Linked DNA regions of Sus scrofa: regions 2, 3, 4, 5 and 6 are each linked to region 1. Evidence: chromatin contacts called from public Hi-C and HiChIP or PLAC-seq data. All regions are on one chromosome and are shown on one strand. The core of a region is the stretch at or near the end of the contact, and the rest is flanking DNA. Distances in the headings are between cores, read along the strand shown. Region 1 holds the start of SRF (serum response factor). Region 2 holds the start of CNPY3 (canopy FGF signaling regulator 3). Region 3 holds the start of ZNF318 (zinc finger protein 318). Region 4 holds the start of GNMT (glycine N-methyltransferase). Region 5 holds the start of PPP2R5D (protein phosphatase 2 regulatory subunit B'delta). Region 6 holds the start of KLHDC3 (kelch domain containing 3).

Region 1 (4,333 bases), core at 832-3,331:
CTCAAGAAGAGATAGCATCCACCACCTCCTCACCATCACAGGGACCAGGATGAAGTGGCTACTACACTGGAAGTCACATAAATGTTGGGGATAAGGGGCCACTTAGGCTCTAAAGTCCCATGTTTCGTCCCAGAAACTGCACAGGTTCTAACCTGTTGCCATTTTGTCCTGCTCTATAATACAGTGCTCCCCGTTCTCCCTGGAAGGGAAAAAGGAAGGGGATCTTCAAGGATGGCCCCATTAGGTGGCATCCTCATTCCCAACAAAGTTCTACAGCCCACTGGAAGCAGCCTTGGTTTCTATAAGGCACAGATAATTCCTCTGCTTCCATCCCTTCGCATATCTTCTATAGCCCAAGACAGCTCCCTTCTTCATCCCTTTCCCTGGGTAATCATCTAGAGAGGAGGAATTTCTAGGTTCCTGTGCAAACCTTCTTCCCAGACTCTGTACACAGATTTTCCCCTAGGGCTGGAAATCCTATTTGTCCCAAAGGCAAATGGTTCTGAAGCCTGTCTTGCAGGGAGTGTGCCAGCTTCCAGTGTGTGCACGGAAGACACATGGCCATTGCAGGGCTTGGTTTCTGATGCCCAGGGCAGCATCAGATCTCCTGCTCAGCTCCCTTACCTGGGGCTCTTGAGCCCCAATGGGTCATCAGCCCTACCCTCCTCCTTCCAACCAGCGCTACTCTATAGTGATGCCCACCTTCCTCCCACACATGTTCGCTCACTGTTGTTATGCAGTTCCAGCCTCCTCACCCTCGTACATTCTCTTCTGCTCCCTGCTTTTCCAGCGCCCTCCCGGAACACCAGAGCGCACTGGACCAAGTGACCCCCGGGTCTCATCAACCACCTTCCTGGCAGCCCCGCGCCTCGCATTACCACTCCTCATCTCTCTGCTTTGCAAGGGCCGGGTTCCTCTCTCACGCCCGTCCCTCCCACCTCGGCACCTTTCCTCTCCTTTCCGGACATTGGCAGAATCTCCCCTCTCCCCACATTTCCCTGGCGGCCCCTCCCCTTTTACCCTCCCAGGGCAACAGCCATCCCCTCCCACACACCTCCGGCGGACTCTCCGCCTCTCACCTCCGCCTCGACTCTGCCTTCCTCCCGGGTTCCCCTTGCGCGTCCCCACCCTCCCGGTCCCCTGTGGCCGGCTAGCCTCCCGGCCCGGTACCTTCTTCATGATGCCCGTCTTCCTCTTGCTGAAGGTCGTGTAGCGCCGCAGCTTGTTGTCGATGAACTCCATCTTGATCTTCACGCGGCCCCGAGTCTTCTTACCCGGCTTGGCCCCACTCACCGCGCCGCTCACCGGCCCGTAGCCCCCGGTGGCCGCCGCCGCCGCCTCGGGCCCACCGACCACCACGCCGAGCTCCATCTCGCTCAGGCTCCGCTTCAGGCCGCGCCGCTCCGCGCCCAGCTCCTCCTCCTCGCCCGACTCGGAGTCGCCCTCGCTGCCGCTATAGAGGGCCCCCGCGGTGGGCGCCGGGGTGGTTGTCGCTGCTGCTGCAGCCTCCCGCTCGAGGCGGCCCGGCCCAAGTCCCGCGCCGTTCCCGGGGACCCGGCCCCCGTTAGCCCCGCGAGTCCCGCCGCCGCCGCCGCCTCCACCGCCCGGCCGCCCCGTCGGGGTCCGGTTCAGGCTGCCCCCCAGGGCCGAGCCCCGGCCCAGCGCCGCCGCGGCTCCAGCTTGGCTCGGTAACATGGCGCTCAGTGCAGGAGGGCGGACGGGCAGTCAGCGAGGAATCGGAGCCGCCGCCGCCGCCATCGGCTTCCCGGCTCAACCCGGCGCTCCCGCTGCTGCTAATGCCGCTATCGCTGCTACCGCTGCCGCTGCGAACCCGGGGCCCCTGCACGCCCGGGCCGACCTGGGCCCTCACTTTCCTGCCCCTGTGGCCCGGGTTGCCCCAGGCCGCGCGGAGCGCCCCCTGTCCGTACGCTAGGGCGGCGCGCCCGGCAGCCGTCAGCGTCCCCCGGGGGGCAGGGGCTGCTGGCCGCGGCCGAGACGGCGGGTGGAGGGGGCCGGGACCACGCGCTGGCGGCGAGGGATCCCCCGACCCTTCCCCCCATATAAAGAGATACAATGTTTCCTTTTATGGCGAGGCCGCTCCTTATATGGTGAGCCCCTGCACCCCCGCCCCATTGGTCCGCGGTTCCGGCACCTCCGCTGTCCATTGGCCCACAGCGGGCGCTTATTTGCATAGACATACCGAACTCGCTGCTGTCATCCAGCGTCAGACGGCGACTCCAAAGAGGGAGGAGCCGACGCCTCTTAAAGGAACAGGCTAAGAGGCACGACTCCGCCTCCGTGACCAGAGAATGGTGAAGAGAATTGAGAGGAACTTGTGGAGAGGAAATCTGGGAGAGCACTGGAGCGCAGTCTTGCAGAGAAGAGGGAGCAGCACTGCACTGGGAACCTGGCGCTGGAAAGTCTGGAAGCTAACACTGGGGTAGTCCTTCAGTGGATTGTGCGGGGTGCAGTTAATGATATGCACCCCCAATTCCAAAGGAGAGCACTTCCCCATGCCTTCCTGAGGGACTCAAAATTACTGGCCCGGCAGAGGGGACTTGAGTCCCCAATATCCAGACTTGTCGCGCCCGGACCTCTCGACACCACTGCTTCCCCTCCCCCCTCCACTTCCTTTCCCTTTCCCTCTCTTTCCAAGGCGACGGCACTTTCCCACCAGGCCGGCTCCCGGATCTTCATTTATCATCCTCTATACTGGTTGGGTTGGGGGCAGGGGAGGGAGGGAGGATCTTTGGCAGACACATCTGGAAAAGACTGGGGGAGACAGTCCGCTTCCCGGTCCCCAATGGGGGCAGGGAGGAGGGTCAGAGATCTGTGAAGACTTCCAGCTGCAGGCTGGGCTGGAGAGGAGAGGGTGGTCCTGGAGATAAAGCCCACCCCTCAGCCAGTGCAGAGGCCTGGGAAAAAGTATGGCCAAGCAGAAAGTTTAAGCAAGCAAGTGAACACGCGTACACACACATATAACCCTTCTCCTGAAAACCAAGAAAAGCCCATGGGGAAAAAAAAAAAAAAACAGACTGGAGTGCTGCAAAACCCAGGTTTGGGGTCTGGGTCTAGTTCTTAGCTCGAAGGCAGTGAAAAAAGATTGAGATTTCCTATTACAGAAATTCTTAAATTCGGGAAGCTGTCTCTTCCTAGCCCTGTGTCTGGAAACAAGTGTTTGACCTCTCCAAACTCCATATTTCTCCTTGTTGGTACCCATCCCAAGAGGTTCTTAATAAAGATTAAATAAGATATAGATTAAAGGGCGGTGGTAGTTTAAGTGGTTTCATCCCTAGGAAAAACATCACCTTGTATGTAAGGGCATAGGAGAGGGTGATGATTCCTGCTTTAAAATTTGTTGTGATGTTAAATAAAGCAGTTGGTAGTGGTAGTGAAATAATTTAGTTACTGCAACCAGCATTTTAAAATAGTATATTGGAGTTCCCGTTGTGGCTCAGTGGTTGATGAATCCAACTAGGAATCATGAGGTTGCGGGTTCGATCCCTGGCCTTGCTCAGTGGGTTAAGGATCTGGTGTTGCTGTGAGCTGTGGTGTAGGTTGCAGACGCCGCTCAGATCTGGTGTTGCTGTGGCTCTGGCGTAGGCCATTGGCTGTAGCACCGATTAGACCCCTGGCCTGGGAACCTCCATATGCCATAGGAGCAGCCCTAGAAAAGGCAAAAAGACAAAAATAAAATAAAAATAATATATTAATGGGTCTCACAAAAAACAAGAGTAAATATTGTTGGATGAAACTTTTCTTTGTATTATTGTTGTTTGAACCATATAAAACTGCCATTTTGTATGTCAAGAGGGTGGTTTACTGTCAATTTCACATAAAATTTTTTTTTTGGCCATGCCCATGGTGGGAGACAGTCCAGGCCAGGGATTAAACCGGAGCCACAGCAGTGATGACACTGAATCCTTAACTGCTAGGCCACCAGGGAATTCCCTATTGATCTCATTGATTCAATGTGCATGTATTGGAGGACAATGTCAACCTCATTTCTTGTTTTTGTTTTGTTTTTCCATTTTTGGTCACCCTGTGGCATGTGGAATTTCTGGGCCAGGTTTCAGATCCAAGCCGCAGTCACTACCTAAGCCACAGCTGCAGCAATGCCAGATCTTCAACCCACTGGGCCAGGCTAGGGATTGAACCTGCGTCCCAGTGCTCCCAAGATGCTGCCAATTCTGTTGCGCCATAGCAGGAACTCCCCAACTGCATTTCTCACTGTGAATCACAATCCAAAGACTTTGCAAAATACTGAAATGAACTGTGTATGATTTGTGAGATATGTGTGTATATGTAAGTATATATGAAAAACACGGGCTTG
Region 2 (4,333 bases), core at 1,143-3,642, 200 kb after region 1:
ACTTTGTGCAAGCTCATCATTCTTCTGGCTCCTGGGCCCCTCCTCCCACGCCCTCAATATGTAGTATTCCAAGCAGGGGGCGGGGTTGGAACCCACCAACCCATCTCTCTTATATCCACAACCACAACCTTGCTTCCCAACTCTTGCAAATCTTACCTCTTCAAGACCCCCTCTGCAGAACCCACCCAGAACCAGACTTGGAGGAGACTCATGGCACAGACCCCAGATCCTCATGGATCCTCATGGATCCTCATGGATCAACCACCTGCTTTTTTCTGGGCCGGTCCTCCTTTCTCTTTGCCAAGGCCTCTTCCACTCAGGCTCCTGAGCCAGGAGGCAAGCTTTGTGGGCCAGACAGTCAGCATTTAATAACAAAGGTGAAACAGTGATAAATAAAGTAAATATACACTATTAAGATGAGCCTAAGGGTTGGAGTTTGCCAAGCCATCCTGTGACTTGAAAATCCCTTTTAAACGATTCTTTATCAATTACCTACAAAATCAGCTCAGACTACAATGATCTAAAGATCTTTGACGGAGTTTCCCTCGTGACTCAGCAGTTAATGAACCCGACTAGTATCCATGAGGATATGGGTTCAATCCTTGGCCCCTCTCAGTGGGTTAGGGATCTGGCATTGCCATGAGCTGTGGTATAGGTGGCAGATGAGGCTTGGCTCTGGCGTTGCTGTGGCTGTGGCGTAGTTGGGTGGCATCAGCTCTGATTGGACCCCTAGCCTGGCAACTTCCATATGCCGCAGGTGCAGCCCTAAAAATGACAAAAAAAAAAAAAAAAAAGATCTTTGCCAACTCTATGCTTCTATGAGTCTCCTAAGGAAAAGAAATGTGAGCTTCCTCTGCTATGTATGAAAATGAGAAGCAGTAAGAGCTCTGTGCTATCAGTATAAGATAGAAAATAAGAAGGGGAAGTGAAATCCCCAAAGACACTGGTTATAGCTACAGGAAGAGTGAAAGGAAGGCACCATAACCCTCTGACTGTCTATTTAAGGGAGTGAGGGAGAAAGTACAGGCTAGAACCCACACTGGGAAGACTACCAGTGAGCTCAGCTCATCTCTGAAGCATCTCACCTTTCATCTCTCCAATGAAAGCATTATGCCTTTCAAACCACCCCCATTCGAGTGCTTAGGGAACATCTGGCTGGCTGCAGGCTTTGAATTAAGATGCAAAACATTTACAGCCGACGTTCAGGGGTGCGGGGGCTGGAGTTGGTGGAGGGAGATGGAAGGAGTATCTGTAAAGGTCTGAGGAGTAAACTGAGAAATGGAGGGGTGGGGGGAAGGTAGACCCTTCACAGTCCTGGATTGTGTGCTGACGCTCTTTGCTGTCTCTCTCAAGTGCCACACCTTCACCCCTCTGTCTTTGGGAGTCATACTTTTTCCATATTCCTAAAATCTTCCTCCCTAAGTTCCCCCAGGCTTCAGACCCTCCTCCTTCCTGCACCTACACCCACAGTACCCCCACCCCTGTTTATTCATACTTATTCCAAATACATTTATTGGATGCCTACCAGGCACTGTGTGAACAGGTATCTGAGAGAGGTCCCTGCCCCGGCAGGAGCTGACAGCAAGTCGGGGAGACGGCCAATGACACAAAGCTTGCGATGAGGGCACAGAGGGGGCGTCTCAAGCTCTTTCCTCCCCAAGACTAGTCATACGGATCTTTTCAGTTCCTCAAACTTGTCCTTTGCTTGCAAGACCCTGCATCTGTGGTTTCCTGAGTGGGACCCTCTCTTCACTTCTCACCCGGCTAACTCCTAATCATTCGGGGCTTCCTGACGAAGCCTTTCCCCCCATTTCTAGTCTAGATTAGCTGCTCCTCACCCAGCCGCCAAAGTCCTGTGCCTCCTCCATCAGGGCATTTACTAACCCGATTATAACTGCTTGTTTTCACCGATTTCTGAGCTCCAGGTGCACCAAGATCTGATCTCTCGCCCGCCTCTCTGTCCCCAGAGCTCAGCACAGTGCCAGACACACATCAGGTTCTTGCACTGGAGACTCGCTCCAGAGCCCAGGACCTTCTCCGCAAGCCCCGCCCCCCCAGCTGGATACTCCCCGCGGGCCCCGCCCCCTCACCTTCGCATTTGCTTGGCAGTCGAACCCAGTCTGTCTCCTCTGCTCGGGCCTCCCTCGGGCCCAGCTCCGGGGCGGGCAGTAGCAGCAGCAGCAACAGTAGCAGGGGAAGAAGCAGAAGACAGCGGGGCCGAGGCCGGAGCCGAGGCCGGGACGTGGGCTCAGGTAATGGTTCCATGGCCCAGCCGGACCCGACCTGAGCGGACCGGGCTGCACCTCCTCCCGCTGCGCGCGCTGGGCAGCTTCCCGGAGCCGCTTCCGGGACTGCACACGTGCCTCGGCGTAACCAGGAAAACGGCGAGCACCCCCCTCCCCGCCCCCCCAGGCAGCTCCCTCCTCTGGCCGTCTCGGCCGGCCCCCAGAGCCGACCGGGGCCTGCGGTCTACGCAGCCAATGGACTTTTTGGGGTTTGTCTTCTAGCGAATGGGAGGACGATCTTTTTTCGACCTCCGCCAATGAAATAGCGGATAGTGTCCTCAGTGACCTATGGCAACATCTTTTCCCACCCCTTAACAGAGGCTCTGGGAGGGACAGGAGGACTAGGGCTGCGGGAGAGGGAAGAAGGCTCTGGTCCTGGAAGGTGTCTTCACTGCCTTCTCCGCCTCCTTGCGCGTCACTCCCCGCCCCACCACGGTTATAATGCAGCCAGCCCTTACTGAGCACCTGCTTTTTAATTTTGCTGTGGTAGTGGTAGTGGTGATGGTAATTGCCAGTCACTCTAGTAGATGCTGTGGATGAGACCAGGACGATTCAGTCCCCAGTCTTCAAGCAGCTTTCTTAGTGCCCAGTAACTCTAGATTTGTCCCAGGGAGAACTAGAACAAGTCACTCAGAGCCTCAGCTTTTGTCTGTGTTATGACACAGTGATCCTCCTAGCTGCTGTTCGAGCTTTGTTCTCTGGGAAGCTTGAACAGGTTAATAGAATTAAAGCTTATGGAGCAGATTGTAAAAAGTTTATGCATTGATTTTCTTTTTAGTGTATAACCTCTCCTGATTTTCTGCCCTATTATTTATTTCTTTGGATTCTGAGCTCCCAGAAGGACTAATGAACAGTTGTATTTCCCTTCCACCTCCCCTGCACCAGGACGCCTGGTACCGCAATTGCTCAATGAAACCCCCTTCTCCTGTGCCATCAAGAGCAGGACTCTGGGTCTTTGGGGCTGCTTCTGGCTGCCCCTGCTCAGTGTTCTATAACAGCCCAAATCTGCTTCTCTTGCAGGTTGTCTGCAAATTCCATTTTTGTCCATAAGCCCCTGTTCCCCAGCACTTCAAGTTTCCTTCCTGGAGGTTGGATATTTATGCTATTTTATAAAGACTTGAAAGGACTGGTACTCAGCCCATTGACTTGTTGTTTCCTGATTTTAGCTTCTTGCTCAAAACAGTTGTGTGGGTGATAAGGCCCTCTGGATAGGTAGGAGCTGTGATGTGTAGAATTCCACAATAGATCAGGACGCAGAGGATCAGGACACCCTCCTGAGGTCCTCCATCCTCTCTAGGCTTCCTAAGACTTAGGAAGGCTCAGAGTCTGGCCAGGAACCCTCCTGGGAAATAATGTTAAGCCATCCATAGTGGGCATTCCTGCTGAGTCTGGGGCAGGCCAGGATTAGGGGAATGGGGGCAACTTGGGGAGGAGCCCTGAAGGTAAGGGACACCTGCTTCCAGAATAAACAAACAGGACTCTGAGAAGATATTAATTGAGGCACAAATTAGTTTGGCAGGAGCCCTGGGCTCAGCATCTGGGCTAAGAGCCGGGAAGGCACAGTGGTTGGAGAAAGTCTGGGGTTTGGGTGGACATGCCCCTTCCCCACAGCCTAGCCCTTCCTCTGTCTGTGTTAGGGAAGGAGCAGGCCCTGTGGGGATGGTGGACAGATTCATCCCAAGAAGAAGTGCCCTCTCTCTCCTTGAAGAACCCAAAAAAAGGGCCGGAGAATCTCCTTACAAGCTGATGAGAGATCAGCAGTGGAAGATAACGGGAGGGTTTTCATGGACCAGCAGCTACGAGGGCACTGAGGCTCGGGGAAGCTGGGAGTGTCAGTGATATCATGTGTGTGTGCATTGGGGGGGGCATTAGGACATCGTTCCCAACTGCCGCCATGAGGAGAGGAAGACTAAAGTAGGGCCGTTAATTCAAAAACTGTCCTATGCTGCCCAGGGGGCATCTGGATTCACATGAAAGCTCCCAGAGATTCTTGGGGGTGATTACTGGAGAAGAAGCCCTGGGAAAGGCTGGATTTCCTGCAAGAGCTG
Region 3 (4,333 bases), core at 683-3,182, 180 kb before region 1:
TCCAGATGCCACGGGAGTGGCCCAAAGAAATAGCAAAAAGACAAAAAGACAAAAAAAAAAAAAAAAATCATTGCTTTCTCAAGTTTTACTTTCTTTTCCTTTCACCACCAGTCCTGGTATTTAGTTTTCTTTTCACAAAGAAACCCCATTTAAAAAACTCTTTACTGCCAAATTACACAACTGAAAGAAAGCAATAGAATTGGATTGAGATGTGGACAAAAAGCACTTGGCAGCATTCATTCATTAGCTGGGTGACTTATTCTCTCATGATGACTTCAGGATATAGATAATCCCAATTCATGTTCCAAACAGCTGTTAAAATAATTTGATTTTAATATGGATTACGTAAGGCTTCATATCCCCAATCCACGTAAACTATAGGAAACAGAATCATTAAAGTGTTAAAAATATGTAGAAGAATATATTAATAACCTTGACACACTGAAGGCCTCCTTAAGCCACAAAATCCAAAAGTCAGGAATTGGAATTCAAACGCCTATACAGAGCAAGCAAGTAATACTGAGTGAAGAAAGCTGAGTATGAGAAAAATCACCTCATAAAAATTTTACTTCATTTTTACCGAGCTATAATGTAAGCAAGTGCCATTTTAAAAACATCTGAAATATATTTAAAATATTTTTAAATATATTTAAAAAATAGAAAAATATAAATTAGAGAACGGTAATCTTTTACAATCATTTTTTTCTTTGTCTTTGCTTTGGAGTCAGAAACCCTGATTTTCATATCAATTTCAGGTTTTGCGTCTCTAGCTGATAGAAGAAAACTGTCAAGCCATTACTGTACTTTGAAGAGTTTAGCTGGTTAGGGTCAACATTGTTTTTCATATTTTCACTGTTGTTCTTTTATATGTCATCTTTTTCCTCATTTTTGAACTTGGCATGCAGGACCTTGAGACTGGACACTACCATTATAGCCAGGCATCCTGGAAAATTCTGGTCATAAACTTGCGGGGTTGGGCGTGGGGTTCTGAATTGCTCCCCCAAACTCTCCAGGCCTCCAATCTGTCATAACGTAGACCCCTGGCAGTGACTCCCCCAGCCATACCCAGTAAGTGTTCTGGTTGAGACAGCGACTGTGTTACTCGTATGTTTGCTTTGGGTTTGACTCTCCTTCCGGAATCGGCCCCCATTTCGCACGTCCCCATACTCAATTTCACCCTCTAGAAAACAGGCAAACTGAAAAGTAAACTAACTGACCGCTGTCAGCGGCTTCCGTGGGGGCCAGGACTCTTATGGTTGCTCCTGCCCAGGTGCGGTAATCTTCGTTTTACCTAATGCTTTGGCGGTTACTTATAGTACCATCATTTATAACCATTTGTGGTCCTGATGTAAATTAATAGGGTGCAGGAGAGCAAAGACGGTCCAGCACCCTCGAAGCCCGCTGCTTCCCGAGGCCTTGAGCATCCTCAGAAAAGCCGACTTCGCTCGCGCTAATCCCTTTCCTTCCGCTAGGCCAGCCCCGCGCGGAGCCCTCGGGGTCACGTGGTCGCCGGGGGGGAGGGGAAGTGGGCGGCTCAGCGGCCGCCATCTTGCCCGTGTGGAGGCGGAGCGTGAGGAGCGCTGGTCGCGCGCTTCCCCTCCCCTCCGCTCGCCCAGCCTCGCGCCGCCCGCCGAGCTCCTCCCAACTTCGGGCTCCTGTGGCCGCTCCCTGAGTGGAGGAGCGGGGAGCCCCGGAGGGCGGGGGGGTGTGTCGGGCGCGTGCTCGCCCTCCAACCGCCAGCCGCGGCCGCGGGGGCGCGCTCGGCCGGGCCCCAGGGGCGGTGCGGGGCCGAGGGGAGGGGGTCGCGCCTGCTGTGGGGGCGGCGCGCGGCGGCCGTGGCTGCCCCGGCTGCAGCTGCGGCGGCGCGCTGGGGGCTCGCGTTCAGGGCGCCCCCGGTCAGAGCTGCTGCCGTGGCCGCGGCTGCCGGAGCCATGTACCGCAGCGGCGCCCGCTCCTCGGTCTCTTCGCACCGGCCTAAAGAGAGCGGCGGGGGCGGCCCGCGCACCGGCCGCAGCTCCGGCTCCTCCTCAGGCCCGGCTCGTCGCACCTCGCCGCCGTCCTCCGGCTCCTCCTCGTCGCGGACGCCGGCTCGCCGGCCCCGCTCTCCCTCAGGGCACCGCGGCCGCCGGGCCTCGCCGTCCCCGCCGCGGGGTCGCCGCGGCTCCCCGTCCCCGCCCCGCGGCCGCCGGGCCTCGCCGTCCCCACCGCGGGGTCGTCGCGTCTCACCGTCCCCACCGCGGGCCCGTCGCGGTTCCCCGTCGTCGCCGCCGCCGCGGGGCCGACGACTCTTCCCGCCGGGCTCGGCTGGTTTCCGAGGCAGCAGCCGGGGGGACTCCCGCTCCGACTTCGCCCGGGACGGCCGCGGAGACCATCCAGGCGACAGCGGCAGCCGGGTAATCCCACCCCTCGCCCGGGACTCCCTCCACACTCCAGCCGCCTTGCCCCGGGTTCCCGCTTCCAGAGGCGCCCGCAGCTCGGGCGCCCCGAGGCCTCCAGGCCGGGGTCTCCACATCCAAGGCCCTCCGCCCCCACGGGCCCCCTTAGAGACGCCCGAACCGGGAGGTTCCCGGTCAGTCCCGGCAGCTTCATTTGCACAATAACGGATTCGGGACGCGCCCGGGCGTCGGGTTGGGAGGCAGTGCTGCATTTCCTGGGAATAAGCCGATTCTCTCACTCTGGGTGAGGTGTGGAAAAGTTTCCCGGGACGAGGGGAATCTCCTCCCAGCCTGGTACTTTTTCAATAGTTGGTGTCCTCTGAGTTCCGTGGTTTTGTATCCTCCTAGACCTCAGCTGCTCCCTGGATCTTAAAAAGGCTGAAATGTCTTTGTGGCTAGTTAGGGTGGCTTGTACCGCCCCAGAGTAGACACCTAGAATATGTGAACTGTTAGCTCCCCGAAATCGAAATGTGTGTACCCACAGTCGTTTTAATAGCTGCTGCCACTTACTGAATTATGTGACAGGAATGATGCTTAGCTCACTTTAAAACATTCTCTTTGAACATTCACAACCCTTTGATATGAGGGTACCTCCTTATCTAAGAGCTGAGGAACCCAGAGCGGTTTAAGTAACTTAAAGCCATTCAGCGAAGAAGTGGTGGAGTGTGATTCAATTCATTTATGCTTGCTTCCCAACACTGAGTTTAACTGTTATGTTTCCCTGCTAAAGGGACAGACCATGAGGTAAAGGAGTTTAGTTTAGATGTAACATTGACGTCCCACCACAATCACCATCCTAATAGAGCCTTTGGGCAGGATCTGGTGTTTTGGAATTTGGTTCACCAATCTTTTTTTTTTTTTTTTTTTTTTTAAATCCTAGTGACAACATTTCTCTTTGCTTGAGTGGCTCTCTGACAGTAGCCAAGTGCTCTGGGTACTCTGGTTACAAGTGAATTTGACTTGTCACTGTATTGAGATTTTCTTAGCTGAGCAGGTAAAGTTTGAATGTTAGTCTCCACTGAGAAAGTAAGGAAACCAGAAAACTACCAGTTTCCATAGCCTCCCCTTTCTTCTCCAGTGCACAACCCGTTTGCTCCAGTCTTTTCTGTCTCAGTAAATGATATCATCCATTGCCCATCCAGAAACAGTTATCATCTCCCTTCTCCCAATCTGTAAGAATAACTTCATCTGTCACCTCTACATCCCCAAAACTGTCCTCCTGCTGTCATCTAGTCTAAACTGTATTACCACTTGCCCAGATAATGGCATTACACTCCACACTTATTACCATCCAGTTTTTTTTCCTGTACCCAGCAATCAAAATGATTTTTAAAGATCTACATTTTATATGTTTGAGAAATATTTGTTGAACATCTGCCATGCTCTTCTGGCACTAGGGATACAATAGTGAACAAACTAGTCAAGACCCCTGTCCTCATAGAGCTTGATTCTAACAGGAAGTTGGATTATAAATAAGACAGAAGTAAAATGTTTTGGCATGTTAAGTATGGTTAAGTATTAAGAAAAAGAAAACACAGAAAGGAGTTACAGTTTTCAGTAGGGTAGCCAGGGAAGGCCTTCTGGGAAGGTGGCTTTTTAATAAAGACCTGAAAAAGATGGGGGTATGAACAATCTGGAGGAAGTATGTAGTAGATCATATCACTTCCCTGCTTGAAACCTTTCTATGGGTTTTTATTACACTAAGAATAAAATCCAAATTTCCTAACTGTGGCTTCTGCCCATCTTCTCCTGTCACTTTGCTGCAATCACACTGGCCACCTTTCTGTTGCCCAGAACATGCTAAACTCTTTATAGGGCATATTCTTTTTTCCTGAAACATCTGTCTGTTCTTCGAAAGACTGACTTCTCATCATTCAGGCTTCAGGTTAAATGGTATC
Region 4 (4,333 bases), core at 1,010-3,509, 170 kb after region 1:
TTAGCTTCTGCAACTCTGGTGGGGCCCAGAGAGCCCACCTCCCACTCTGGGCCCTCCCTCCCTCAGGGGCCCCACCTTATAGTAGATGTTCTTTCCTGGGGGTGCACAGCCTGTGCTGAGGATGTGGTCGTAGTTTCGATGATCAATGACCAGCAAGCCCCCTGACCGCACCATGCTTGTGATGTTTTTCAGGGCCAGCCGGTGCTCACTCTGGTCCCCTGAACTCCAGGAAGGGTAGAGAGGCTGCGTCTGCTCAGGGCCCGGGCACCAGTCTCCCTCCCATCTTTCTCCTTCCCCCTGCGTCTGGAAAGGGTATGGTTCAAAGCAGGGTCTACGCCCAAGGCCACACCCTCTCACCTCTGCAGTCTGGCAAGTGGGCAAAACTGTTTCCAAGGCAGATGACAGCATCGAAGCCACCCATTGGTGACTTGGGCACATCTTTGTCTAGAGTCATCCAGTTGGCTTCTTCAATGACTGGGGGCCAGGAAAGGGAAGAGGGAACAGGCTGGTACCACAGTACAAGCAGCACCCGTGTCCACCAAGTGCAGTCTTGCCTCTCTTTCCCCTTCTAGATACACACAGGGCCTCCCCAGGGGAGGGGATCCCGAGGGAGGGGATCATCATGGACATGGAGGGTGAAGGAGAAGAGGGGTCAGGGGAATAGGAAGCTGTGGTGGGGAAGGAGGGCCCTGTGCTTATGGGTTTCTTTTGGGGGAGAAGGATAAGATACTATAAAGGTAATTAAAACTAGCATAGTCAATACCTCGTTCTTGTGCCTAAGCCTCCCTTTTTAGGGATTTTACTGTCCCCCTTGAGGAAAACAAAACCCCCCACCACAGGAGCTAAAGGAGCCAGAGCAGAGAGAACAGTGTCCTTGGTGGCTGGGCCGAGGGGACCTGGCTGGAGCTGCCTACCCCACTTGTCGAAAGCAGGCTCATGCCGCCGGTTCCAGCGCTCTTTAAGTGCATACTTGAGCATCTTGTCACTGGCATCCACACTTGTCACACTGAAGCCTTCTTCCACTAGCATGATGGAGTCCACCCTGGGCAGGACCAGAATCCCAACAGGCAGAGAGGGGTGGTCAGGGAAGGCAAGGAGGAGGCCCTGTGCCGGACACTTCTGTCTCCTCAGGTCCTCAGAGTCCATTTTTCTGCCTGTCCCCAGGCTCTCTCCACTGACCTCAGTGACCTGGCATATCTGATTCTCATCATCAGGTAGCACCCTTTTTGTGTTTTAGCACCTATTCCAAGTCAGGCATTCTACAAATGCACATGAATCCTCATTGCAGTCCGGTAAGGTAGATGGTCTTATCCCCATTCGAGAGATGGGGCAAGCTGAGGCTTCTGGATGTTAAGTAACTTGAGCACAGGAGGCAGTGTAACATGGGGGTTTAGAGCACAGGCCAGACCCTAACCCATCTGGGTTTGCATCTCCTCTCCACCTTTATCTCTCTGAGGCCAAATTCCTACAACGGTAAACAGCTATCACTACCCACCTCATGGGGTTTTGTGAGGATTTTAAAACCTCATGTATCAAAAGCACCTGGTACAGTGCTTTGGCAGGGGCACATGTTAAACAAGCGTTAACTGTTAACGCTGCCGGAGGCCATCATACCGGGGAATGACCCTGGAATGACCCTGGAGCCGGGTTCCAAGCCCCAAAGCCTGGGTCCTTGCGCCGCCCCAGCGAGATCGCCTTCTCCACCCACAGTGCCCACACCCTCGCTCTCACCCTGGGTCTCCTCGGCCCCCTCCTGCCGTCGGCCTCGCCCTGCTCCTCGTTCTGCCTGGGTAAACACTCATTCCTGGCCCCTGGCGTCGCGCCCCTGCCTGGCTCTAGGTCGGCAGCGGCGGAGGAGGCTGCCCGACGTGCCCCGCTGTGGTACTGCGGTCGGGCGACCCCGGCCGGAGCAGACCCCGTCCCCCGTCGCCTGTGTCCTCCCGGCTCCTCTTTCCCCCTGGCCCCCGGATGCCTGCTCATCCCAGGTCCCTGGCTTCCGTCCGGGCTCACCCGGTACCACAGGCCACGTCGAGGACTCGCTGGCAGCCGTGCTGTCGCAGCAGTCCGAGCAGCCAAGCCTTGTACTCAGCCGTGCGGCTGCGGGTGTCTCCGATGTACAGCTGCCACACGCGCGCCGCCTCTCCGTCCGCGTACTGGTCCGGGAGCCCTTCAGCCGCCACCCCCAGGGAGCGGGTCCGGTACACGCTGTCCACCATCCTGCGAGGCGCCTGGCTCCGCAGCCACCCGCTCTGCATTTATAATACGCCCCTGCCGGCGGCCCCACCTGCCCAATGGGAGGTGAGAGCGGGGACACGCCCCTGCTGGGCCCTGGGCCCGCAGCCGCGGCTGCCCGGGTAGGCACGCTGGGAGGGCGCTGCCTGGCAATCCTAGACCAGCCCTTCCCGCCTGCCTGAGGATCCTGCCCTGTGGATGATCCCTCGGCGCAAAAGGACCTTCCCAACCCCTGCCCACTTAAGCCAGGTCCCAGGGGAACCTAGGAGGGGTCAGAAGGGGGAGCTGGGGAGTTCCCGTCGTGGCGCAGTGGTTAATGAATCCGACTAGGAACCATGAGGTTGCGGGTTAGGTCCCTGCCCTTGCTCAGTGGGTTGAAGATCCGGCGTTGCCGTGAGCTGTGGTGTAGGTTGCAGACACGGCTTGGATCCCGCGTGGCTGTGGCTCTGGCGTAGGCCTGTGGCTACAGCTCTGATTCGACCCCTAGCCTGGGAACCTCCATAAGCCGCGGGAGCGGCCCAAGAAATAGCAAAAAGACAAAAACAAAAACAAAAACAAAAAACAGAAGCGGGAGCTGGAAAGAAACTTCACAGTCCACAATGAGTGCCCAGGGCAAAACCGTCCCTACTGGGGGGGGAGGTGGGGAGGTAGGGTGGGGGTTATTAGCATATATAAAGAAGGGCTGCCCCGCCCAAAGAGGGCCTGGTCAGCCAGCGAAGGGAGGGATGGGAGTATCTGGGGATGATGCTGGCTTGGCCATCCAAGTCTAGGAGCAGTTCTGGCCCAAGGGGTCATCCCACCCATCTGGGGGCAGGTGCTCCTCTGTCCTGTAGCTGATGCATCAAGCTTTTCCCTGAGCCACTTGAGATGGAGTCTGATTCCAGTTCCTCTCTAACCAAGCACCCCACTAATGGCTGCTTTCCACAGAGGTGCCCACAGACTGGGCAGTCCAGAGTGAGGGGTGGAAGTGCTTGCTCTTGCTCTTATATCGCTCATTATCACCTCATAAATTGGTCATTTGGTTTGGTTAGTGTCAGCCACCCTCCTCCCCAAAACAGGTCTCTTCCTGGACAAGACCCTGGACTGAGATTCAGGAAGGTGGTGCCACCCAGGGAAGCCCAAGACAGCAAGAACAGCCTTCCTCACCTATCTTTTGGCTTCAGAAAGTGCCGAGGTATGGAATTTAGAACAAAGGAACCTCCCATCCGCTGCCCCTTTTACCATCAATAGAATCCTGGAGCTGGGGAAACCCCAAAGATAGGTCATCATTCTTATCTTTCTATTTTTTAGCACCTAGGCCCCTCAGATGGGTCAGCCCATGCCCCAGTAGTGGAGTCTTGTGCTCACACTGGCCCTACAGACAGGTCTTTGGCAGCAGGCTGAGAAAGACACTGTTGTGGGGAGTTTACAGTATGATTTTTTTTTTTTTTTTAGGTTGCTGGCATGAGGAAGTTCCAGGGTCAAGGGATCAAACACACACAATAGCTATAACCAGAGCCACAGCAGTGACAACAACAGATCATTAATCTGCTGAGCCACGAGAGAAGTCTTGATTTTTTTTTTTTTTTTTTTTTTTTTGGCTATTTCTTGGGCTGCTCCCAAGGCATATGGAGGTTCCCAGGCTAGGGGTTGAATCGGAGCCGTGGCCACCAGCCTACGCCAGAGCCACAGCAACGCAGGATCCGAGCCGCGTCTGCAACCTACACCACAGCTCACGGCAACGCCGGATCGTTAACCCACTGAGCAAGGGCAGGGACCAAACCCGCAACCTCATGGTTCCTAGTCGGATTCATTAACCACTGCGCCACGATGGGAACTCCTGATTTTTTTTTAAATAATAGGAATGCTAAGGATAAATTTAGATTAAAAAAATCATAAAGTCTTTTTAATTTTTTTTTCTTTTTTTTTTTTTTTTAGGGCTGCACCTGTGGCATATGGAAGTTCCCAGGCTAGGGGTCCAATTGGAGCCACAGCTGCCTGCCTACACCACAGCCACAGCAATGCAGGATCTGAGCTGCATCTACAACCTACACCACAGCTCACAGCAACGCTGGATCCTTCCCACTGAGCGAGGCCGGGGATCAAATCCACATCCTTATGG
Region 5 (4,333 bases), core at 920-3,419, 160 kb after region 1:
ACTCCCCAAGGGCACAGGGCTTGGGTGGGGCACACAAAGCTGCCCAGCTCAGCACCTCAGGAGGTTCAGTGCCTGCTAGACCACCACCAACCCAACACTCAGAACCTCAGGCCCTGAGAGGGCATGGGGACAATCCAGCATCAGAACTGCTGCACAGATCTCCAATAGCTCCAGGAGGAAGAGTTTAATTGAGAAGGTCAGAAGAGGCAGCCCAGCAACCCAGCCAGTCAGAAGCCAAGTGAAAAGCAAGACACCTCTGGGGCATAAAGTGGGTGAGCAGGAGTACCCGTCACGGCTCAGTGGTTAATGAACCCAACTAGCATCCATGAGGACACGGGTTCGATCCCTGGCCTTGCTCAGTGGGTTAAGAATCCAGCATTGCCGTGAGCTGTGGTGTAGGTTGCAGACGTGGCTCAGACCTGGTGTTGCTGTGGCTCTGGCATAGGCCGGCAGCTACAGCTCCGATTGGACCCCTAACCTGGGAACCTCCATATGCCATGGGTTCGGCCCTAAAAAGACAAAAAAAAAAAGTGGGTGAGCACAACACCAGGCCAGAGCCAGGGCCCACCATGAGGGGCCAGCCCCAGGAGAGGAGCAGCTGGGGAGGATGGAACTGGTATCCTAGCATCCTCTGTGTGAGTCTGTACCTCAAAGAAACCACAGCTCTGAGTCAGACCTCAGTGACAGCAGGAAACAGAGGGGAGAGAAAGACAGGGATGAAGAAGAGGGGAAGATGGTTTGGAGGCAGAAGAGGAAGGCGAAAGAAGACAACATCAAGCAATGGCCTGTGTCAGGACACCAAGATAAAAGCAAGGGTGTCCAAGGGTGGCTGGCCTGTGCCATAGGAAGGAAAGCTAATCTGACAGTGAGGGCAGATTCCCAATTTGAGGATAGTGTGGCCCAGGAAAGAGAGAAACCCAGCACTGGTGCAAAAAAGGTAAAATGCAAAGGTTATCCTTGATTAAGAATAAGGGGAGGAGCTTGCCCAGCCGGGGGAAAGGTGACTGGTTTAGGATGAACCTAGAAGTGGGTTGGTGCCTGTTAGGGGGGCTTTGGTACTCAGGAGGCCTTTAAGGCAGGAGACCTGATATTACAGCTGGGCCTCCAGCAGCCTGTGTGACCTTGGCCAAGTCCCTGCCCCTGTCATCCCCCCCGCCCCGCCCCCGTCCGGGTCTCAGTCTCCTCATCTATATCACCAGGGATTGCTCTGGATGCGCTCAGAGACACGGAGGTTCTGAGGTTCCATCGGCAGAAGAAGGGCTCAGTCCTGGCTTACAAGTTTGAGTGTGAAGGAAGAACTAGAGGGAGGGGCCTAGGCCAGATTCGGTGGAGGAGAGAGAAAGCAGAGCCGTTCTAGGTCAAGGAGCTTGGCGGGGAGGGAGAGGGGGCTGTAGGGGACGGTGGGTGGAGAAGGTAGGCCGAGGCCCAGGCCCGGGCGGGTGAGAAAAAGAGGGAAGAGAAGGGGCTGCGCGGGGGTGGGGAGGGGGGTTAGTTCTGGAGGGAGGTGCTGTCTCAGATAAAGAGCTGTCCCAAACGGCAAATGCGTGGGGGGATGGGGAGGAGATGAGGGAGAAAAAGCAGGGGACTGACCTGGGAGTGGGGCAGGATCAGAAGGGAGGAGATTATCCTGGGCCGGGGGTCCGTGCGGAGAGGAAGGGAGGTGCATGTGGGGGGACTCTATCCGGGACAAGGGGAGGGAGCGTTCCCAGCTGCGGCACGAGCTGGGGGTGCGACCAGCAGCGGGGGCGGAGGGCTGGCCCCGGGAGTCTTGCGGGGGCCGGACGGGAGGGTCAGTCTGAGGCTGTCCCGGGCCTGGCTCGGGCCCCTCCCAGAGCTCCGCGCAGGCCCCGAGGCGGAGGCGCGGGGGAAAGGGCCAGGCTCACCTTCTCCTTTTTCAGTTTATAGGGCATCTCGGCCCGTCCGGACCCTGCCCGGCTCCTGCGGCCCCGCTCCGGCTCGGGCTTTGCTCGGCCGCACTCGGCCCGCTCGGCGTCTCTTCGCCACCGCCTGCGCGCTGCGCCCGGGTCGAGTGGTGTCTGCTCCTCCAATTGGCCCGAACTCTTACAAACCTGCCTGACAACCAGGAGCCGCCTTCTCCGATTGGTCGCTGGAGCCAAGCGGCTTCCTTTTTTTTCTCATTGGAAAGGAAGAGTACAAACCGCCAGGGTTCGGCTCCAAGAATTGGCTGAAGTGGGAGGTCCCGCCCTAAAGGGGGTCGAGCTTAGCGTGGGAGGCGGGGGTCAGGGGAAGCCCAAGCTTAGTACCCAGTGCCGCACTCTGGCGTCTCCTGTGCGTCAGCCTCGGCCCTTCTTCTCAACTCGTTCCCTTCTAAAGTGGTTCTTATTCTTTCCCCACTGCTACTCCGCCCGGTCCGAATTGAGGGAAAGAAGCCCTAAAATGAAGGGTACCTTTTTTCATCTGAGTAACGTAGCATTAATTGCCTATGCAAAATTTGTAGAAAGCTCCCAGGAGTTTTCGTGGGCATCCGTTTCCTGTTTCCTAGACGGCTTGAGGAGGATCAAAGGGAAAGCCTGGAAGGCCGGGACCGAGGTGAAATAAGATGAGAATCCTGGGTTTGTTTCAACTTTGGAAAGAGGATCCCGGTTCCTACTGCATATGTCCTGAGGTTGTGGGACCTGCTAGACCTGAGCACGTGGGAACGCAGTGGAAGTGCTACTTCACTGTTGAGTGGGGAAACACATCCCTCACTTCCCACCCTGCCGAAGCCAGTGTCCTAATAGATAAGATCAGTTCCTGCCCTCAAGGAATTCAGTCTGGTGCAGCTGACAGTGGTGTATACACAGATGATTAAAATAAAATGTTAAAAATCATACAAACCTAAAGGTAGCTGGAGGAATATGTTTTAGAAAGTCAGCTCCAGTAGCAGATTGGCTAAGTGAAGAAACTGGAGAAAGTTCAAGCCTGTGGTCCTTGCTCAGGAGAACAGTGTTATAAGGTGGTGGCCATTGGCTTGGAGAAGGAAGAACAGAATTGGGAAATGTGTAGTATCAACAGGATTTAGTGATTCATTGGATTGTGGGGAGGACCGTATGGGAAAGGGAGGCATTGAGGATGACTTCTGGAAGCCATCAGAGATGTAGGAGGAAAACTGGTGTCATAATAGCAAAGGAAGTGTAAGAGGCTTGGTCAATAGTGTCAGATTCCAAAGAAAGTTTGAGTAAGATCAAGATCAAATGGCATCAACCCGCCATTAAAAGGTTATAGGCGATCTCCGCAGGAAAATTTCAGAAGAGCAGAAGGTTATAGGGGGTTGAAGACTGAACAGGAGATGGAAGTAAAAACAACACATCTAGGCTTCTGACTATCTTCTGTATGGGAGTAATATTTGGCTTTCAGTGACTAATGACAATTGCAAGGTAATAAAGAGTGGATGGCATGCTAACCATTATTTGCTAGGGGAAAAGCTTGGGAGGAAAGGATGTTTATTTTTGGGTGGATATTTGTGTCTGTATGGGTGCTGACCCAGGCAGGACACCAGATGTATTTACCCACTCCTAAGGTCTCAAGGAGCACCACAGCCCCAAGGCCTGGAGCTTTCCTGCTGCCATGTAAAGCAGGCATATCCTCTTTGGACTCCCCCCACCCCAATCCTCCCAGTCCTTGGTCCCTCTAAGTGGCAGGAACTACCAAATGGAAACTTTTATCCTTGTGAATTCAGATACCTAGTACATTCTTGCATGCTGTTTTGAAGATGTGGAACTAGGCATTTTCAGGTTTAGGACTAGAGGTAACCTCCAGGAACTATAATCAAACACTTAAAAAAGTATTTTCTTATCTCTCTAGGGATAAAAATATCTTATAACATGTAAACCTAATAGTCACCCTTTCAGGTTTTCAGAAAATTCTCAGCAATGCAGAATGTACAAGGTAGAAGACTGCTTCAAGATGTAAGAAAGAATGGAGTTCCTGTTGTGGCTCAGCGGTAACAAATCTGACTAGTATCCTTGAGGATGAGGGTTCAATCCCTGGCCTTGCTCAGGGAGTTAAGGATCTGGTGTTGCCGTGAACTGTGGTGTAGGTTGCAGACAAGGCTTGGATCTGGTGTTGCTGAGGCCATGGTGTAGGCTGGTGGCCACAGCTCCGATTCGACCCCTAGCCTGAGAATCTCCATGTGCTGCGGGTATGGCCCTAAAAAGACAAAAAAATTTTAAAAAGATGTAGGAAAGGAGGAGTTCCCATTATGGTGCAGCAGAAACTAATCCAATTAGTATCCATGAGGATGCAGGTTTGATCTCTGGCCTCGCTCAGTGGGTCAGGGATCCGGCATTGCCATGAGCTGTGGTATAGGCCACAGATGTGGCTCAGATCCCAC
Region 6 (4,333 bases), core at 869-3,368, 130 kb after region 1:
GGCCTCCAAGTGTCACCCTGGTGGCCCTTCCACACCACCCCTCTGCAGCTCAGGTGGCTGGCTATGTACTAAGGGAGCTGCTGAGGTCAGGGAGCTGGCCCCCGGCCCTGTGTTCTCCAACAGTGAAGGGTGGGGCCACTCTGACCTGACTGCCAGCTCGGCTGCTGAAAAAGGGCTTAACATGGTTGTCTCCTACTTACCGAGGCTCCACCCTGTCCCTGGCCAGGCCCAAGCTCCTCTTTTCTCTCTGGCTCTGCTCTGCTTATTGCCACCTCTCTAAGAATCTGTGTGCTCTTTGAGGTGGGGAGCGGGATCTCAAAATACTCAGAGCTATGAATAGCCCAGGCAGCCCCAAACGGTCCATTGAAAGCTGGCATGAGTGTCTCCAAGCTGAAAAGCTTTTAGGCTTTCAGAGAGGAACAGTCCCTCTATCCAGGACAGGGTGGGATGAATCCGGGACGGGGACTTCCATGGACAGTTAGCCCCTCCTGGGGGGCTCTTGTGCAACTGAGCTGTTGTCAGCAGGGTCACCCAGGGCCCCTCACAGGCACGATGAGTTCCTTTGACAGCTGTGCCTGGGATGCTGCCAAGAACTTAAGCCAGAAAGGTATGTGTCTGCCGGGGATTGAGGGGGTGGGGGTGGGGAGGCGGGGTTTTCTCCTCTTGCCACTTGCCCAACCCTGCCATTGTGGTAAGGAACAAGCTGTTTCCAGCAGCTCTTTTCCCGTTTGGGGCCCTGAAAGGGGATGGGGGTGGCGATGTGCCTTGGAGAGGAGCAGGAACACAAAAATGCCTTTGGTCAGGATAAGAAAAAGACCCAGGCATGAGCGGTCATGGTCTCTGCAAGACAACCCACCAACCTAGAGATAATGGGTACATTTGAAGGCTCTGTTAGACAAATCCTCTTGCAGCTGGCACTGCCTTCGCTGGCAGGCACCTGCTGGGTTTGGGTGGATCATCTGCTCCCTGTTCAAGAAGCCCTGGCAGAGAGAAGAGCTAGCCCGAACCTCAGGCACAGAAAAAGCTCAAGTAAAGGAAGGTCCCTTGCAAGAAAGACACAGGGCTTTGAGCTGGCTTGCCAGACCCCTGCCCCCACCCAACTTCCCCCAACCCTCCCCCACTCTGCCAAACCTGAAATAGCCCCAGCAGGAAACCACTCTCACTTCATTACTCCCGTCCTCAATCCAAAAGCTCTTGGATCTGGGCTTGTGGGGACAGATAGGAAGGAAGTTGGAGAGCTTAAGAATGGGGGTCCTTCCTCTTCCCTCACAGCTTCTACTCTCCTCTTCAGCTATATCAAGGTAAAGTAAAGAATTCACTGGGCAAGAGGGAAGCAATTCCATCCAAAGGTAGAGGAAAAAACCCTCAGCGTCTTCTCCAAAGGACAACTCAAGCTCATGAAAGACAAGCCCCAGCATCTCCCGGGCGCCTCTGATCCCTGGGGCTCTCCCGTCCGTGCTCCATCACTGCGGCATTCTCCAGCTTCTTCCATGCCTTTCAGAGACCTGCCCCCCTTCCTATTCTCTTGCAATTTTCACTCTCCGTTTCTGGCCTTTTCAGATCTCTTGAGAGCTTTGCAGTTTTCTGCTTTTTCCTTCTCCCACAACTCCAAGCTCCACCCCGACAGCCTTCCATTTTCCTTCTTTCGATAGGGGGGAAACAAGCTAACATCCCCTGACCCCTTTCGGCCAGAGATATTCCTCCCTGTATATGACGCTATCCGGGTCTTCTTCCAGTCATTCCAACCTCCCTGCCCCCACAACACCAGACACCCCCGCCCTTTTCTTCCATTATCCTCAGCTTTCCCATTCTCCTCCTAACCCAGTCTTCCTTCCAGTTCCCTTCAGTGCCTTCTCCAGTTACCAGGTCTCTCCCATCGCTTTCCCCACCATCCTCCCCCAGCCCTTCTTTCCCCCTTAACACTCTCCTTTCCCGTCATCCCCCTCCCCACCCCCACCTCATCGGTCTCCGGCCCCTCCCCCACAATTCAGCTCTAGGCATCGGCGTCCCCATCCCCTATGATTTTCCTCGTCCCTCAACCCACCACGGGCTACCTGCCAGGCCGGGCCGGGGCGGGGCCGCGGGTCCTCGCGCTGCCTGCAGCTTTGAACCCGTTGCCCGCCAACTGCCGACTGGATCTCCAACGAGATAAACACAGCCAGGCTCGGTCCTTCCGGCGGGCAGCTGTAAGCGCACGTGCATTCAGCTCTAAGTGCCGGAAGTCTACCGGGATTTGTAGTCCATCGGTTTCGGGAGGAACGCGAGGGGCTGAAGGATGGGCAGGAGTCGGAGGAGTCTGCGCATGTGCTTATACCTATCAAACACCGCGGGGCCGAGTTCGCGTTGCGGCTCAGTGGTAACGAACCTGACTAGTATCCAAGAGGATGAGGGTTCGATCCCTGGCCCCGCTCAGTGGGTTAAGGATCCGGCCTTGCCACGAGCTGCAGTGTTGGTAACAGACGCGGCTCGGATCCCGTGTTGCTGTGGCTGTGGTGTAGGCCGGGCAGCTGTAGCTCCGATTCAACCCCTAGCCTGGGGACTTCCATATGCTACACAGGCGGCCCTAAAATTAAAAAAAACAAAACAAAACAAAACAAAACCAAACACAAACAACCGCGGGGCCTACCGGGTAATGTAGTCCTTTGTTTGGCGAGAAGATGGTGGAGGCGGAGCAAGGGGCGGACCCTTCGCCTTCACTCGTGTCAATCATGAGCGCGGCGGGGCGGGGCTGGAGGACGGGGCCGCCTCGGAACGTCCTGCCTCGCCGGAAGTGAAGGTGCGGGGTTCGGCCGCGGGCTCTGAGCGGGTGAGGCGCGCGCAAATACCGGCGCCGAGAATTGGTGGGGGCGGGTCGGGGACGCCACATCTGGGGCCATTTGAAGGGATCTCCTGGGGTCCGAAGGGCGTTTATCAGGCGGTACAGAGGGAAATCCCTTAGAGAGGAGAGAAGGGGGCGGGTATGCCTTGTCTAGGGGAGCTTGTTTGGTGACCCGGAGTTCCTAAGTGGATGGGGCGGGGGGGAGGGCGTTCCCGAAGGGGTGTCTTTTGGAAGGTGGCATGGCCTTCGCTTGGGCTGTTATTTAAGAATTGTCGGAGCAAGGCAAGTGGGCCTTGGTTGGAGATAAGAGCCAGCTCAAGAGGTGGAGAGTCCAGGAGAGGTGTTGTGGGGTGCAGGAAACTTGGGCGTTTCAATGTTTTGTGGGCGCAGGAGGAGACCGCACGGGACTGGATGACAGGCTAAAGCTGGGCCTAATTTTGTCTGATCTCTGTTCTCCTGTCTCCATGTTCTTGCAGCCCCTGCCCGATGGCAGCAGTAGTTCTAGGGGGAGACATCATGGGTCCTGAACGTATCTTCCCCAATCAGACTGAAGAACTCGGGCCACACCAGGGCCCTACAGAAGGCACTGGGGATTGGAGCAGTGAGGAGCCAGAGGAAGAGCAAGAGGAAACAGGAACAGGCCCAGCTGGCTACTCCTACCAGCCCCTGAACCAAGATCCTGAACAAGAGGAGGTGGAGCTGGCACCAGTGGGAGATGGAGAAGATGTAGTTGCTGATATCCAGGATCGAATCCAGGTATGGTGGAGGAGGCATTGTTCCTGAACAGGTGAAGCTGGAATCCCTGAAGGGATGACCCTGAACTGTCTTCTCTGGCTCTGCAGGCCTTGGGGCTTCATTTGCCAGACCCCCCATTAGAAAGTGAGGATGAAGATGAAGAGGGAGCTACAGCATTGAGCAACCACAGCTCTATTCCCATGGACCCAGGTAAAAGAGTTTTTTTTTTTTTTTCTTTTTAGGGCCACACCCACAGCATATGGAGAATCCCAGGCTAGGGGCCCAATTGGAGCTGTAGCCACAGGCCTATGCCAGAGCCATAGCAACTTGGGATCCAAGCCACATCTACGACCTACACCACAGCTCACGGCAACACGGGATCCTTAACCCACGAGTGAGGCCAGGGATCGAACTTGTGTCCTCATGGATGCTAGTTGGGTTTGTTAACCGCTGGGCCACAACGGAAACTCCAAGAGATCGTTCTTTTATTCTGGAATAATTACGGAGGAAGGGAACTGGTTAGAGCCAGTAGAGGGGAGTCACAGAGGATCACCCTGTTCCTAAAGCAGCAGTTTGTGGTAAGTTTGCAAACTTGAGAATCCAGGTGAAATGCTTTTCTTAGACTTGTTGTGGGGCGGTAGGGGGGGGTGGTGCAGGCTTGCTTAGGAATCACAAGATGACTTCAGTGTCCCAAAAGCTCTGGGTTCCTTTAGCCAAAGGAGAGGGGAACGGGTCCATTGTTTCTATTCCCTAACTGGTCTCTGCCTGTGATTTCAGAAC

The links. A called contact is a pair of places that touch in the nucleus more often than the background predicts. HiChIP or PLAC-seq counts read pairs in DNA pulled down with a chosen protein or histone mark.
Region 2: a contact with region 1 is called in a Hi-C map of liver, with 6 times the contacts expected there. The contact joins the promoter of CNPY3 here to the promoter of SRF in region 1. A contact is called at or near these places in 1 of 47 Hi-C or Micro-C datasets (liver) and 1 of 2 datasets of contacts at active chromatin or transcription factors (alveolar macrophages).
Region 3: a contact with region 1 is called in a Hi-C map of heart right ventricle, with 1.6 times the contacts expected there. The contact joins the promoter of ZNF318 here to the promoter of SRF in region 1. A contact is called at or near these places in 1 of 47 Hi-C or Micro-C datasets (heart right ventricle) and 1 of 2 datasets of contacts at active chromatin or transcription factors (alveolar macrophages).
Region 4: an H3K27ac HiChIP or PLAC-seq map of alveolar macrophages shows a contact between it and region 1. The contact joins the promoter of GNMT here to the promoter of SRF in region 1. A contact is called at or near these places in 1 of 47 Hi-C or Micro-C datasets (fetal liver) and 1 of 2 datasets of contacts at active chromatin or transcription factors (alveolar macrophages).
Region 5: a Hi-C map of embryonic fibroblasts shows a contact between it and region 1, with 2.4 times the contacts expected there. The contact joins the promoter of PPP2R5D here to the promoter of SRF in region 1. A contact is called at or near these places in 1 of 5 promoter capture datasets (fetal liver), 3 of 47 Hi-C or Micro-C datasets (embryonic fibroblasts, fetal liver and heart right ventricle) and 1 of 2 datasets of contacts at active chromatin or transcription factors (alveolar macrophages).
Region 6: an H3K27ac HiChIP or PLAC-seq map of skeletal muscle shows a contact between it and region 1. The contact joins the promoter of KLHDC3 here to the promoter of SRF in region 1. A contact is called at or near these places in 2 of 2 datasets of contacts at active chromatin or transcription factors (alveolar macrophages and skeletal muscle).

The regions. Positions count from the first base shown.
Region 1 is chr7:38,211,048-38,215,380 of Sscrofa11.1, reverse strand. It overlaps SRF (serum response factor), which reads right to left and starts at 2,081. Exons shown (of 7, transcript XM_005666020.3): 1 at 1,171-2,081. The coding sequence starts at 1,695.
Region 2 is chr7:38,012,853-38,017,185 of Sscrofa11.1, reverse strand. It overlaps CNPY3 (canopy FGF signaling regulator 3), which reads right to left and starts at 2,392. Exons shown (of 6, transcript NM_001110428.1): 1 at 2,091-2,392. The coding sequence starts at 2,265.
Region 3 is chr7:38,386,329-38,390,661 of Sscrofa11.1, reverse strand. ZNF318 (zinc finger protein 318) reads left to right here and starts at 1,932. Exons shown (of 10, transcript XM_021098752.1): 1 at 1,932-2,393. The coding sequence starts at 1,932.
Region 4 is chr7:38,036,285-38,040,617 of Sscrofa11.1, reverse strand. GNMT (glycine N-methyltransferase) reads right to left here and starts at 2,259. Exons shown (of 6, transcript NM_001110419.2): 1 at 2,011-2,259; 2 at 915-1,042; 3 at 358-474; 4 at 76-218. The coding sequence starts at 2,216. It also overlaps a transcript of PEX6 not described here.
Region 5 is chr7:38,053,425-38,057,757 of Sscrofa11.1, reverse strand. It overlaps PPP2R5D (protein phosphatase 2 regulatory subunit B'delta), which reads right to left and starts at 2,169. Exons shown (of 16, transcript NM_001113451.1): 1 at 1,884-2,169. The coding sequence starts at 1,910.
Region 6 is chr7:38,078,698-38,083,030 of Sscrofa11.1, reverse strand. KLHDC3 (kelch domain containing 3) reads right to left here and starts at 2,118. Exons shown (of 10, transcript NM_001105314.1): 1 at 2,055-2,118. It overlaps MEA1 (male-enhanced antigen 1), which reads left to right and starts at 2,771. Exons shown (of 4, transcript NM_001110429.1): 1 at 2,771-2,806; 2 at 3,212-3,574; 3 at 3,661-3,763; 4 at 4,331-4,333. The coding sequence starts at 3,305.